Linked DNA regions of Gossypium hirsutum: region 1 is linked to region 2. Evidence: chromatin contacts called from public Hi-C data. All regions are on one chromosome and are shown on one strand. Each heading gives the region's core, a stretch centred on a gene start, on an enhancer-like site or on the middle of the called end of the contact. The rest is flanking DNA. Distances are from core to core; before and after follow the strand shown.

Region 1 (6,318 bases), core at 959-3,458, 160 kb after region 2:
ACCAACTTGTGCTGGTTTAATGGCCATATTAAAATGGCTTCCCAGCATCAATAGAACTTGCATGTTTACTTTCTCCAAGAACTTTATTTTCAGTAAGGGTTTGCTTATTTTTTGTTTTCGTGATTGACAGCAAAAGAAGAGGAAGATGGTTGCATCAGCATTTGGGGAGGATGAAACCGGTGGGCGTCAGACTCGCCTCACAGTAGAAGACTTGGAATACTTGTTCATGGCATGATGTGTCACTTTTATAGCTACATCAGTAATTGGCATTAGCAAAACTGGCGGTGCATAGACTTGCATCCCAGGGTCCCGTGCATCATGTTGGGGATGGACAGTCGGATCTCCCACTTCTTCCTGTAGAACACCATTTCACAACCCGTCTTCCCTGCCTAGCAGATGCTATGACAGGCAAGGGGCAAGGCTTTTTGAACAGACGCTGTTAATAGTAGGAGAATTCTCATACCACATAGTCACAAAAGGAAAGTTAAATTTGTTTTGTTGGTCATTGATAGTTCTCAAACCTCACATCACCTATGACATTGTATATGGATATAGGGATAGGGCTCTTCCAAAGATGGTATAGGGTTGGAACCGGGCTATTCTTTTAGTTATGTAAATGATAGGTCCCCTATTTTTATTTTTCTTATTCTTTTCGAAGATACAGAAACTGAAATTTGTAGCATCATCGGTCATTTTGAGTATACTATTTATGGCCCTGCAGTGTATTCATTCATTAATGTGAAAACTTGATTATTGCGAATTAGAACCCTATGCTTTATCCCTGTACTACTTGTTACATTCGTTTTTCAGAATATCCGAATATGATGATAGCATTTAAGTTTATTGAAATTGAATTGCAAATCCTCGTCAACATAATGTTGTTCCAATGAGACAGCGTAAATTAAACCAGTTTAGATCTTTGTGTTACATCTATCATCCAACCAAGACAATATATCAGTACGAACAATCTCAATGTTTTCATCAGGTTCACCAAACAACAAGGAATGCCACATCCCTTCATAGATCTTCAAGGTCTTGTCTTGACTGGATGCTTCCTTGTACAAAGTCCGACTCACTTCCGGATCCGTGACAACATCTGCACTCCCATGGACTACTAGGAATGGGATACTTACATCACGCAGTTTTTCACTCAAAAGCTGAGTCACTCTCAAGAGTTCAACAACTGTCCCCAATCTGGGTTTCCCTCTGTATCTGACTGGGTTCTTGTTCCCAACAATCTTCTTTTCTTCTACTTTGATTGATTTGTGCAGAAGATCTTCGGTTGGTACAATGGCTAAAGTGGGCAAGAAATTGGAGATAAAAGTGAGGGCTTGAGGAATTGGCCATCTGGGTCTAACCTTGTCTGAGATTTTGCACATGGGCGCTACCAAAACAGCTCCTTGGAACCCATTTGGATCAGCAAAATGAACCAACAAACAAAGGGCACCACCCATTGATTCTCCATAAAGGAAACAAGGTAAAGCACCAAAGTTAGGATCTTGCTTGATGAGATTGAAGAAGGAGAGACAGTCTTGGACAACCAAATCAACATGTGGGACATAGCCTCTAAGGCCTTGAGACCTCCCATGGCCTTCCATGTCAAGGGCAAAGCAGGCAAACCCTTTCTGAGCAAGGAAGATTGATGTGGACTGGAAAGTCCAACTTATATCATTGCCATACCCATGGATCACAAAGATGATGCCACGTGGAGGGCCAGAGAGTGGAAGCCATGATCTTGTGAAGAGAAAGAGGCCTCTTGGTGAAGTGTAGAACGATTTTGACCCTTTGATTCCTTGCAGCCTGTAATACTCTTCCTCTGAGATGTCGCCCCAGTAATGAAGGTTTTCTTCTTGTTCCACCATCCTTGGAGAAGAAGTTGAGTAGATCAGATCGTTTTGGGCGTCTGCTTTTGATTGGTAAATAGTTTTGTGGCTGGTCATTTAAAGAGGTTTCTTTATTCTAAGGGTTGGACTAGTGGTTGAGTTGGGCTACCAAGAGATAGGCTTTCTTCCTCTTTTCACCTTCGGCTTCATCGTAGATTTGTATATAAATTATACATTTTTTCCCATCTTTGTGGTATTAAATTTTTTTTTTCTTCAAGCACCTCCATTTTCTTTTTAAATGCTTAACTTAAAAATTGGTGCTAAACTATGTGGTAGATTTATATTTTTTTTTTTGTTAAAAGTAATTTTAGGGATGAGGGTTTGAATTCTATTTGAATAGCATTGCCACCAAAACCCAAGTTTAATAAATTTAAGGAAAAAAAAGCATTTATAGAAAATTGAAAAAGTGAAGATGATATAAAAGTAAAATAATGTTAAACAACTGATATATACAGTTTGATAGTTATATCCGAATTAAATGTTATTTATTCCAATCCATAAATAAAAACTAACTTAATACTGAGAAATATCTTGACGTGGAAACGTAAGAACTTTGAACAAAACCGAAAAGCATGTACAATAGGCGTTTTTTTTTTAACATAAAAATTCGGTTCTGTTTTCAATTTCTCATATAATCTTCTGGGCTTTCTTATTCTTTGGTTTATTTTCATTATTAATATTTTTGTTAATATATATTTCTTATGTCTTAATATTTTTTGATATTTTTATTTTTATAAATATTTCTTAATTATCATTAGCTAATATTTTTAAGATTTTCAAAATGAGGTTAAATAAAAAAATTAAAAATCCAATCGAATCGATTTTTATTCAATATTTCAACCATTTATTCCTTTTCAATCATATTAGCTAGTTCTTTAGCTATGTTTCTTTAAAAAAATACATTAATTGTTAATATAAATTATATATATTTCTTAAGTCATAAAAATATGGTTGAAAATCTTATCAAACATTTTTCATGCATTTTCAGCACTTGCAAAAACTCAAAAACATGTTCTATGTGTGTTTCATAATGTTCCAAATGTTCTTTAGTCAATACCAAAGTATTTAAAGCTGCATAAAATGTTCTCTAAGGCATTTTGGTAACCAAGTATCAATATTTGGGGTTTTACAAGTCAGTAGCCAACAACATTTTCTACAAGGGCATGATATTGAGACTTACTAGGCAAGTCTTGAGACTTGGGTTTGCAAGTCTAGAGACTTAGCCTCTCAATGGTTACTTTTTAGCCAAGTACTAATACCTCCTTGATAAAGATCAAGACTTGAGTAGTAGAAATATTTTTTTCATTTCAAAATTCATGCTTGCAACGGTTTCAAATTACCTCCAATGGCCATAAATGTCTACAAATTTATACTTTGGTATAAACACTCATCAACAATACTTTAAGATTCAATAGAGACATATCCAAGCATCAAAGTCAAGAGAAAAACCTCAAATTCTTTGTTCTTTTATTTTCTCTTGTACATATCTCTTAGATCTTATTGTTAGATCTTTTATTGCTCTTGATCTGTTGTAATTTGACATGACAAATTTGACTTTCTCGATACATTTATGGAGCTTATTCTCAAGCAAAGTAGTGCCTTCTTTGTAGTTTTTTCATATTTTTTAGGTTTTAAGTTAAAAAGTGTATATGTCTTGTTTTTACTCATTTTAAGACCTCAAATTGGCCAATAATGCCATTGGGGGCCTTAACCTATGGTTAAGTGATGTAGGGACATTTTGGAGACTGAAATTGAGCAAGAACGACACCAAAGGAGAGGGTACTGCGATATCCAAACCTTGGAATCACGATACCTCCAACAAACCTGGGATTGGAGACCACCCTTCAGTGGTATCGCGATATCCACCTGCCAAGAAACACCCAAGTTCAAAATTTTTCAAAGTGTCGTGATATCTTGTTCCTTGGTATCGTGATACCAATATCGTGAAGGAACAAAAATGGACAAGAAAGGTAGTCATTGAAGGCTCATTCAAGGGTTTTTTGGATTAGGTCAGAATAGCTGCTATATCAGTTAAAATTTGGCTGAGAGAGGAAAAAATGTCACATTAGCTTAGTTTAGGTTTAATTTTCTCTAGGTTTTCTCTTAGCTTTTCTTTCTCTTCTTCTAGGGTTTCTTATTTTCATTTCCTTAGTTGTAGATTTAACATTTCTTTGCAACTTTTCTTCTTATTTTAGTTTTTTTTAGTGTTAGTTAAGTTAGTTATCACTGTAACTTAAGGTTATTTGTACTTTTAGTTCTTGTACCTAGGTTGTAAGACATTTTTAGATTTAGTTTAATGCATTTCAGTTTATTTTATTTTGCAGTTGTTAAAGTTTGTTTCTTTTATGTTTATTGCTTTAGATTTTCTTGTTGAATGTTTGTTTTCACATGCCTTTTAAGTTTTCTTGCATAAAAATCTCAACTTTTATATTTTTCTCAAGCTTTCTTTAATAGCTTCCATGTTTTTAATTCATATTTTTATTAGCTTTATTTCTAGCATGAGTAGCTAAACCTTTAAGAAATTGGTTGACGGAGATGTGGTGAGCTGATTTTTGGATAAGGGACCAAATCGTAATAAATTAGACTAATTTGAATGAACCTAAAAACTTAAGATTGACGACCTTAAGGGAATATTTAGGCAAGTAAGACCAAGAGGAGATATTGTTGAGCACCAAATCATTAGTCCTAGGTTAACCGGTGAGATCGAGAGAAAATTCAAATTAATTTGTCTAACTTGGTAAAATTGAGACTGAGAGGTAAAATGGATCCATTTTGGGACTTTAAGCAATTTGGATCCCTAATTCAAATATTAGTGAACCACATCAATGTCAACCAACCATCGTTTTTTATTTAATTGTTAATTTCGTAATTTTGTATATTTTACAATTTAGTCCTTGCTACATAGTGTAACACCCCAAACTCGGCCTAAACATTATGGCCGAGTCCGGAGACGTCACAAAGAACGGGTTTTGAAAACTGAGTTGTTTTGATAAACCATTCAACTTTTATAACTCGTATTCATTCATAATTAGTACTGAAAACGTCATTTAATTAGTTTATTTGCCAAAACATAATTTACAGCGAAAGTCTTAAAATCGTTATATTTTAAAAATGGAGTTCGTATTTTTAGAAAATCTTTGTTTTCGTAAAACTGTGATTTTAGACATGCATTGCAATGAAAACGTCAAAAACACATCCAAATCCAAAATAAAAACCAACAGTTTGGAGAGTCCCAAAAATTAGAAAATCTCAAATAAAACCAGAATTATAAATAAAAACCATAGATTACTAAGTTAAAATAGTTCTCAATCAAATGGTCACCGTTGAGCCTCCGCTACACCGACCTGTCTAAATCTGTGGATTAGTTGAACAGTACAGACAAACGAATGTGAGTTTTCATAAACTCAGTGTGTAACAAAATAGAAATAGACATGCTATACACACAGAAGTCGCATACACAATCAGATTCAGACCTAAGACCTTTGCTGATTTAGATAACAGAAACAGATATGCAGAGCAGATATATAGAATCCTACCCCCATCCTCTACGTACGAACTCCGACCATCCCAACGCACCATGTGGGGTTAAAAGCACCCACCCATCCCTACACACCATATCGTGCTGTTACAACACACATCAGATAATATGCAGCCAAGCTACCAGAATATAAGTGATGATCGCCATACAGAACACTTCCTCCACATAAACAAATCCAACCCCAATTAGATATACAAAATTAGAATTACCATGCTTAAATGCTCATATACAGATATCAAATATATATATATCAGACTAATTAGACATACATAACAGTGTCATACGCACAGCAGAACATCAGACTATCAGATCATATAATTTTAGGGTTTGGTAGGCCCACAGTCGATCGAAACAACCCGTGCGACCCTAGGGATAATTTTAGAATTATGGGCCCACATGTCCGTGTGGCCTACACACCCAGATTGGCCTTGCCCATGTGGCCCATACGGCTTGGCCAAAAACCCACACGCTCGTATAGGTCCACATGCCCGTGTGGCCCATACGGCTATACTCACACCACCACACGGCCGTGTCTTGACACACGGCCAACCATACCGACGACCACATACCCATGTAGCGTCGACAGTAAGCATTTTTTGCTTTCGCTAAAACCTCGTTTTTCACATTTTAGGTACACACCTGGTACAATTTTGATGCAAAAATAATCCCGAGGCTTTTGAAACATAAAAATAGAGTACCCAACACCGATTTAGTAGATTGATTAACGAATTCGACACAAGAATTAACACGAAACCAATTACCACCGATGACAAACCACCTCTAACGCATATTAAATCGTTGAAGTGCAATTCCCTACTCCACAATCTACTCCTAAACACGAATTACCACTAATCAACCACTACAAAATGTTATCGCTAAAAATCCCAAATCGAAAGT
Region 2 (6,047 bases), core at 2,923-5,422:
TTTAGCTTTTTTCTATGGTCGTCTCTTTTCCATAGGCAAAGACAAAAATACGGAAGTTCAAAAGTTGAAAATATTTCAACCAAAATGGCTTTAGCTTTTGTTTCCATTACAAAGATGATTTTGAAGCTACTTGAGTGTTTCTAACTTGGCTTCTTATATCAGAACTAGATGGATTTCTCTCATGCAACGGCCATTTTTTTAAAGGAGAAACTTACTGCACCATGCAAAACAAAAGGATAAGCTAAGGCATGCATACATATTTTGGATTCATATTCTTTGTAAGGTTGTATACTTCGTGCTCTTCTCTATTTATCTTGGCTTCATCTTCATTCCCAAAGTAGTTTAGAATTGTTGTTAAGAAAAGCATGAGAGTTTATGTTTAAAAAAGGATGATAAATCTCAAAATTATATATGATTTTTACGCTTGAAATTTGACTTGATCTAATTCTCACAAATTAGTAACACAATTATTGATATATTATCATATATATATTTACTATTATAATATAAAAATAAATTACTGTATTTACTTTTTAAAATATGTATCATTGAATCAAAATTAAAGTTTTATATGTATAACTATAACAAATTATAATTCATGTATAATTTTAAGATTTGACATTAGTTTTGATAAAATGCTATAAAAAATTGAAATTTCAGTATATATTAAAAATAAAAAGATATTAAAATCATTTCATCTAAAAATATTCAACTTTCAAAAGTCAAGCATCATTTTTTTTTTTGCTTGGTTTGTTAAACCATGATTTTAAGTTTTAACAATAAAAGTAAAGTGTTTTACTGTGATGGTAAAAAAATATACCAGCAGTAATGGTAAAAAAAATGGAAAACATAGGTTTTTAAAGAATTGGAAGCAATTGTTTCTCCAGCATTCTTTGACAATGATGGGGCTATAGATAAATTCCAGGCCTTAGTAGATTGCAGTTTCTTCAGTTTTCTTTACTCACATTTACAAATAATTCAACCCTTGCCAGTAATTTGATAAATGCTGCACATGGAGGTTCAACTTCACTGTTCTATATTAATTTTCCATCCATCTGCAACAAACTGCTTCCCATACTCTCAATCAACTATATAATATACCTCAATTTTTTTTTTACATTTATAATTTGGATCCATTTGATGGCAATCCAGACCATCTTTAGTCACTGTCTCAGAAAAATGTTGAACATGGAATGGTGGAAATCAGCAGCAAAGGCGATGCAAGTATGAACGGACTTTACGGTCTTCCTTTGTTCCTAGGAAACCTCCTGCTTGAGGGTAATCATGCTCATCGTTTTGGGTAGCATGTGCATCCCAACTTCGTAAATTTAGTTTTCTTCTACTGCACTTACATGAATGTTCCCGGAGGAGTTTGCAACAGGATTGCCAGATGTGTAGTGTTGATGTTGAACCAATGACGAACATTCCGGGGGACAGGGGACTGGAGCTGGGTGTGCAATGAAAGTAGGAATCTCATCCCCAGGCATTAATACGGAAACTCCGCTGGTGTACACCGTCATCTGCACAGAGTAATGATCTTTATATAACCTTCCAATCCAGATTAAGAATGCTTTTTCCAGGAAATTAAAAGAGCATTGTATGTCACATTAGCAAAAACCAAATGAAGTGCTATATAATGACCTAGTTTCTAAGGTTTGACAAATTGATGAATCCAGAGCTGAAGATGGAACTTTTCTGGGCTTAAACGAGAGCAGTAGTAACTACAGAAACACCAAGAACAGCTTCTTCATTAACGCCACCAAGCAAATCCATCCAGCAGGCAGCTTCCAAGAAAGAATCCTAGGTAAAGATGCATGGACTTTACTACCATACATCCACAAACTGACAGCCTACCTAGTTGTTAAGATAAATGTAGCAAATCACCTCTTGGTCGGGAAAAACAAACATATAGAAGAACGGATAACAAGTGGACAAAACTCAAACTACTAATAATGCAGATTTGATGTTTTTAATTGCCTCAACTAATAGTAGAACTACAAACTTTAGTTATTTGAATCAGACAACATCAACCATAAGACTATAAGAACAAAGAAGAGCCTTATAGATCACTAATCAATTTCTCAAATTGACAAAAGAATTTTGGTAATAAATTACACAATATGTTATGACTGTACTAAATTGGTTTCAAATTCTATGCTGTAGTATCGAATGCTTTTCCAAAAATTGACGTTAGGCAGGACAAGTTGCTTACATCAACTAAAATCTATCTTGTCTGTTGATGTAGAGGCAGTTTCCTAACATATTCGGCCCCTCGAATGCAACTAACTATTAACTTCCAAACCTAAACTCTACATTTTCAGTGTCCCCCAATAGGCTCCATTCAAAACACTACCTGGGACATCATGTCTGAAACTTGCAAGGTGCTAACTATCGTGTGAATTGATTTAGACCTATCGCCAACAGGATTCCATGGACATTCTAACATGCCATAGAGGCCTACATTAAACCATTTAGAAGATTTTGAACCGGCTTCTAATTAAACTTAACTTCACAGCAGAGAGACTAGATATTAGCATTGCGTCACTTAGGGGAAGGCTCGAAATAGTAGGTTGGTGAGCCTAGCATCTGCATCAAAATCCATGGAACACAGTAGAGTAGTCTACATGTGTAGCATGCTGAAGGACCAGTGGATACCTTCGGGAAAAGTTTAATAGTTTAATCTAAACTGAGATAGTTCGTCTAATTTGCCCTTAATCTACCATAATTGAAGTGCATCACACATAATATCATTATCCACAGACTCTATGGGTCAATTATCATATTGAAGCTAAAATAGAGCACCATAAGAGCTGAAAATAAGAAGAAAATCAACTGAAGTTTGTGTCCACCATGGTTGACCATTTGTTCCCAATCCGAGATGCTAGCAGACCATTCACTTGTCATAAAGGTCATTGCCTAAACGATCACAAATATAACAACAACACTGTTTTGACCGGCTCCAAAAACAGATCAAACTTTCGAATAAAAGACGCAAAGTTACAAATGCAGGAAAGATGGAAACTTTAAGCTACTGAGATGCGTTATGTCATGAGGCATCAAATTGACAGAAAATTAAGATCTCATTAGCTAACTCTAGAGTTCTAATGTAATTCTAACTTTTTAACAAAATTAAAGAAATCCCAGATGTAGAAACAGAAGGGGGTGACTCACATTTGGTGATGGGTGCCTGAGCTTGCCATTGAAACTAAGCTGAGATTCAAGGTCACCATAATTAGGACCAGTAGGTGAAGAGTTAGGTCTGAGAAAGCGTTCAAAGATGGCCATCACTAAGAACATAGAGATGAGAATGGCAGTAGCAACAAAACCAAAGGACACCGCGTTAACAGAATTGTCAAATTGTCTCCAGTGGTCCTCCCCTCTTTGTATATTCAATGGAGCTCCTATCGGTGACCAACTATACATGTAGCTTTCTTCTTGTCCCATTTTTTCAGCAGTGGGTGCAAAAAAAAAAAAAAACAGAAGTAGTAGCGCCTTACTCAACTCTCATCCCATAGCTCTTCATGTGAGTGAGAGAAAGCAAGGGTTCTTTTTATGGTGTTAAAGTTACGGCAGTACATAAAAGCTTTTACACCAGTACCAAAGCTTCTTGGAGTAGTTTAAACAGGTCAGGTTAGAGGGTTTGCAAGAGAGGAAAAGAGAGAGCAGACAGGGAGACAGAGAGAAGCACGTGGGCTATCTTTACGTGAAGAGGTGAAAAATAGGACTTTGGAATTTGGAGATGGTTTTTCTACCTCTTTTACTACCAGTGATTTTTTTAAAAAAAAATAAAAAGTTGGTGGTGGAAGAACAAACAAAATTCTGGGTATTTGCAAATTAACTGAGAGGCAAATTAAAGTGTCGGAATAGACTTATCATGTCTTCTTCTCTTTTGCCCTCATGTAATCACAATTTACAAGGTCCAAGACTTGGAAGGTTTCAGAATTTACTTTTTTTTTTTAACTTAGGAGCCAAGGTGGCAAGAGAACCTTAGTTGTGTTTTTTTACCTGCTTGCTTTATTGCCACAACCATCCATTTTAATTGCTAAACCAGGTAGTCTTTTCAACTTTGAAATCCCCATTTATTAACCTAAGCAGGGGAGTACATGGAGGGGCAATTGTGAAAATAGTTGAAGGATTTTGACAGAAGTTGAAGAATGACAGATTCCAAAGCAAAGAAATTGCAGTGATACATACACACAAAAAGAAATAGGAAACGAAGTACTGCAACAAGAGAACTGATACAAAATCATAAAAACAAAAAAGTTATCATCATCCATCAGTTTCTTTCTTTCTTCTTCAATCTTGAATAGGGCAACTCAGAGACAGTGGTCCCCCGGTCAGGACCCTCAACGTTACATGCTTTGTGCCGTGATATTTATGTGGCATTACACATCATTTGTTCACAGCTCCTCCTTGGTGAATCCTCTTCCTAAAAGCATGGTATAAAATCGGGATTCATTTCTCTTGCGATTCTTTTTAGTATAATACACAATTATTTAATCATAATCAAGAATTATGTAAGCCTTTTTGGGTTAATTCCATCAAATGCCCAGAAAACTATATATTTAAAGTTGATGTCGTAAACATGCTAATGTATTAAAAGGCACAGGCGTTAGGGCCAACAGCAAAAACCAATGCAAGGCCCCCTTCAAGTTTGCCTATAAAGGAAGGTGCAGTGGCATCTTCATTCCACAGTGAGTGGAGAGGGCTGTTCCGGTTCCTAAATAGGTAGCCTACTATTCCACGAGACCCATTTTTTCATTAATACTCCACATGCACCATGCCGGGGCATACCCATCTTCCTTGAAGGCGTGGAGGTTGGAATGGGACCGGACCTTATGGCCCCTATTTCTGCCTTCTTCGCACGTGTCACTAGAATGACAATGTAATGGTTATTTGTTTATCATGATTTTGATTCGATTTTTTTAGTTACGCACAAACTTTTGATATATATATTTAAAAATAGAACAAGATTGCATTAAACTACCCAAAAATACAATATAAACTATCCCTAAAGGCATTTGCCATCAAAAGAGGGGGAAAGGCTTGAAGGGCACATTACAAATGAATAAAAGATCATGTTCGGAATTAACATTCAAAACAGAGAAATTAAAACTATTTCCCAGGTGAGTAAGGGCATCTATACATCTATTTTTCTCTCAAATGACATTCTTAAATGTTTTTCCTTCCAGTATTGATAAGAGTGCCTTGCAATCGGAGACAACCGTATATAGCAACATATTATGAATTGATACATTATGAATAAGACTAATAACAACGGTAGCATCGATCTCAATTTCCAAATTTTGCAAATTCGGTCTCATGGCAAGTTAAAGACCATCTCTAAGTCCCTAAAGTTTTTGACGCGATCCTGGCCATATCATGTTTTGAAACAATTCGACAATATTAGAATTGGCCCAAACTCGAGGGGCCCAAGTGCAAAATGAAGCTTTTAGTTCCAATTTGTTAATTTAGTTGCTAGAATAAGGACTTTGATTTATTTATTTTAGTAACTTCAGTTATTATAATATGGGTCTTAAATTATGTCTTGTTTATTAAATGCATTTTTAATTAGCGTCTTGCATTATTGATCTACATCATTTAATTATGACATGCATTTTATGTTCTGCATTTAATGAAGTCATGCATTATATAACTTCCATGTTAATTAAAGTTTGCATCTTTCAATGAAATCATGCATTAAGTAATTCATTGTTCATTTAGTTTACATCTTAATTAAAACCAAGTATTTAAGCATCTTAGTTGTTAAATATGTTTGAGTTTGTTTATATTAGTATGTTATTTAATTTGGTTGTTATTTTTTTAATACTTAAGTTATAGTGTGTTTAATTTTTCTTAAATAAATTGACTGTGTGATTGTTGTAGGAAAGTCCAAAAGGCTGGTCACATAACTACAATAGGGCTGTTCGTTTGCCAAGAAGAATCAAATGCTATCACATTCAATTGGCTGTCCAGTTTTGGCATAAAAGAGTGTGCATTTGGTCACTTAATTGCTGGTGCATATTTGGAACGTTTTTGGGGATATT

What was found. Hi-C and Micro-C count contacts between places; a contact is called where the count stands out from the background.
Region 1: a Hi-C map of leaf shows a contact between it and region 2, with 4 times the contacts expected there. The contact joins the promoter of LOC107900631 here to the promoter of LOC107900629 in region 2. A contact is called at or near these places in 10 of 34 Hi-C or Micro-C datasets (fibers, hypocotyl and leaf).

What each region holds. Positions count from the first base shown.
Region 1 is chrD06:43,691,407-43,697,724 of Gossypium_hirsutum_v2.1, forward strand. LOC107900631 (caffeoylshikimate esterase) reads right to left here and starts at 2,209. Exons shown (of 1, transcript XM_016826301.2): 1 at 823-2,209. The coding sequence starts at 1,940. The coding sequence ends at 912. LOC107900630 (helicase-like transcription factor CHR28) reads left to right here. Exons shown (of 13, transcript XM_041095854.1): 13 at 131-760. The coding sequence ends at 235.
Region 2 is chrD06:43,529,992-43,536,038 of Gossypium_hirsutum_v2.1, forward strand. It overlaps LOC107900629, which reads right to left and starts at 4,173. Exons shown (of 2, transcript XM_016826299.2): 1 at 3,172-4,173; 2 at 910-1,520. The coding sequence starts at 3,444. The coding sequence ends at 1,329.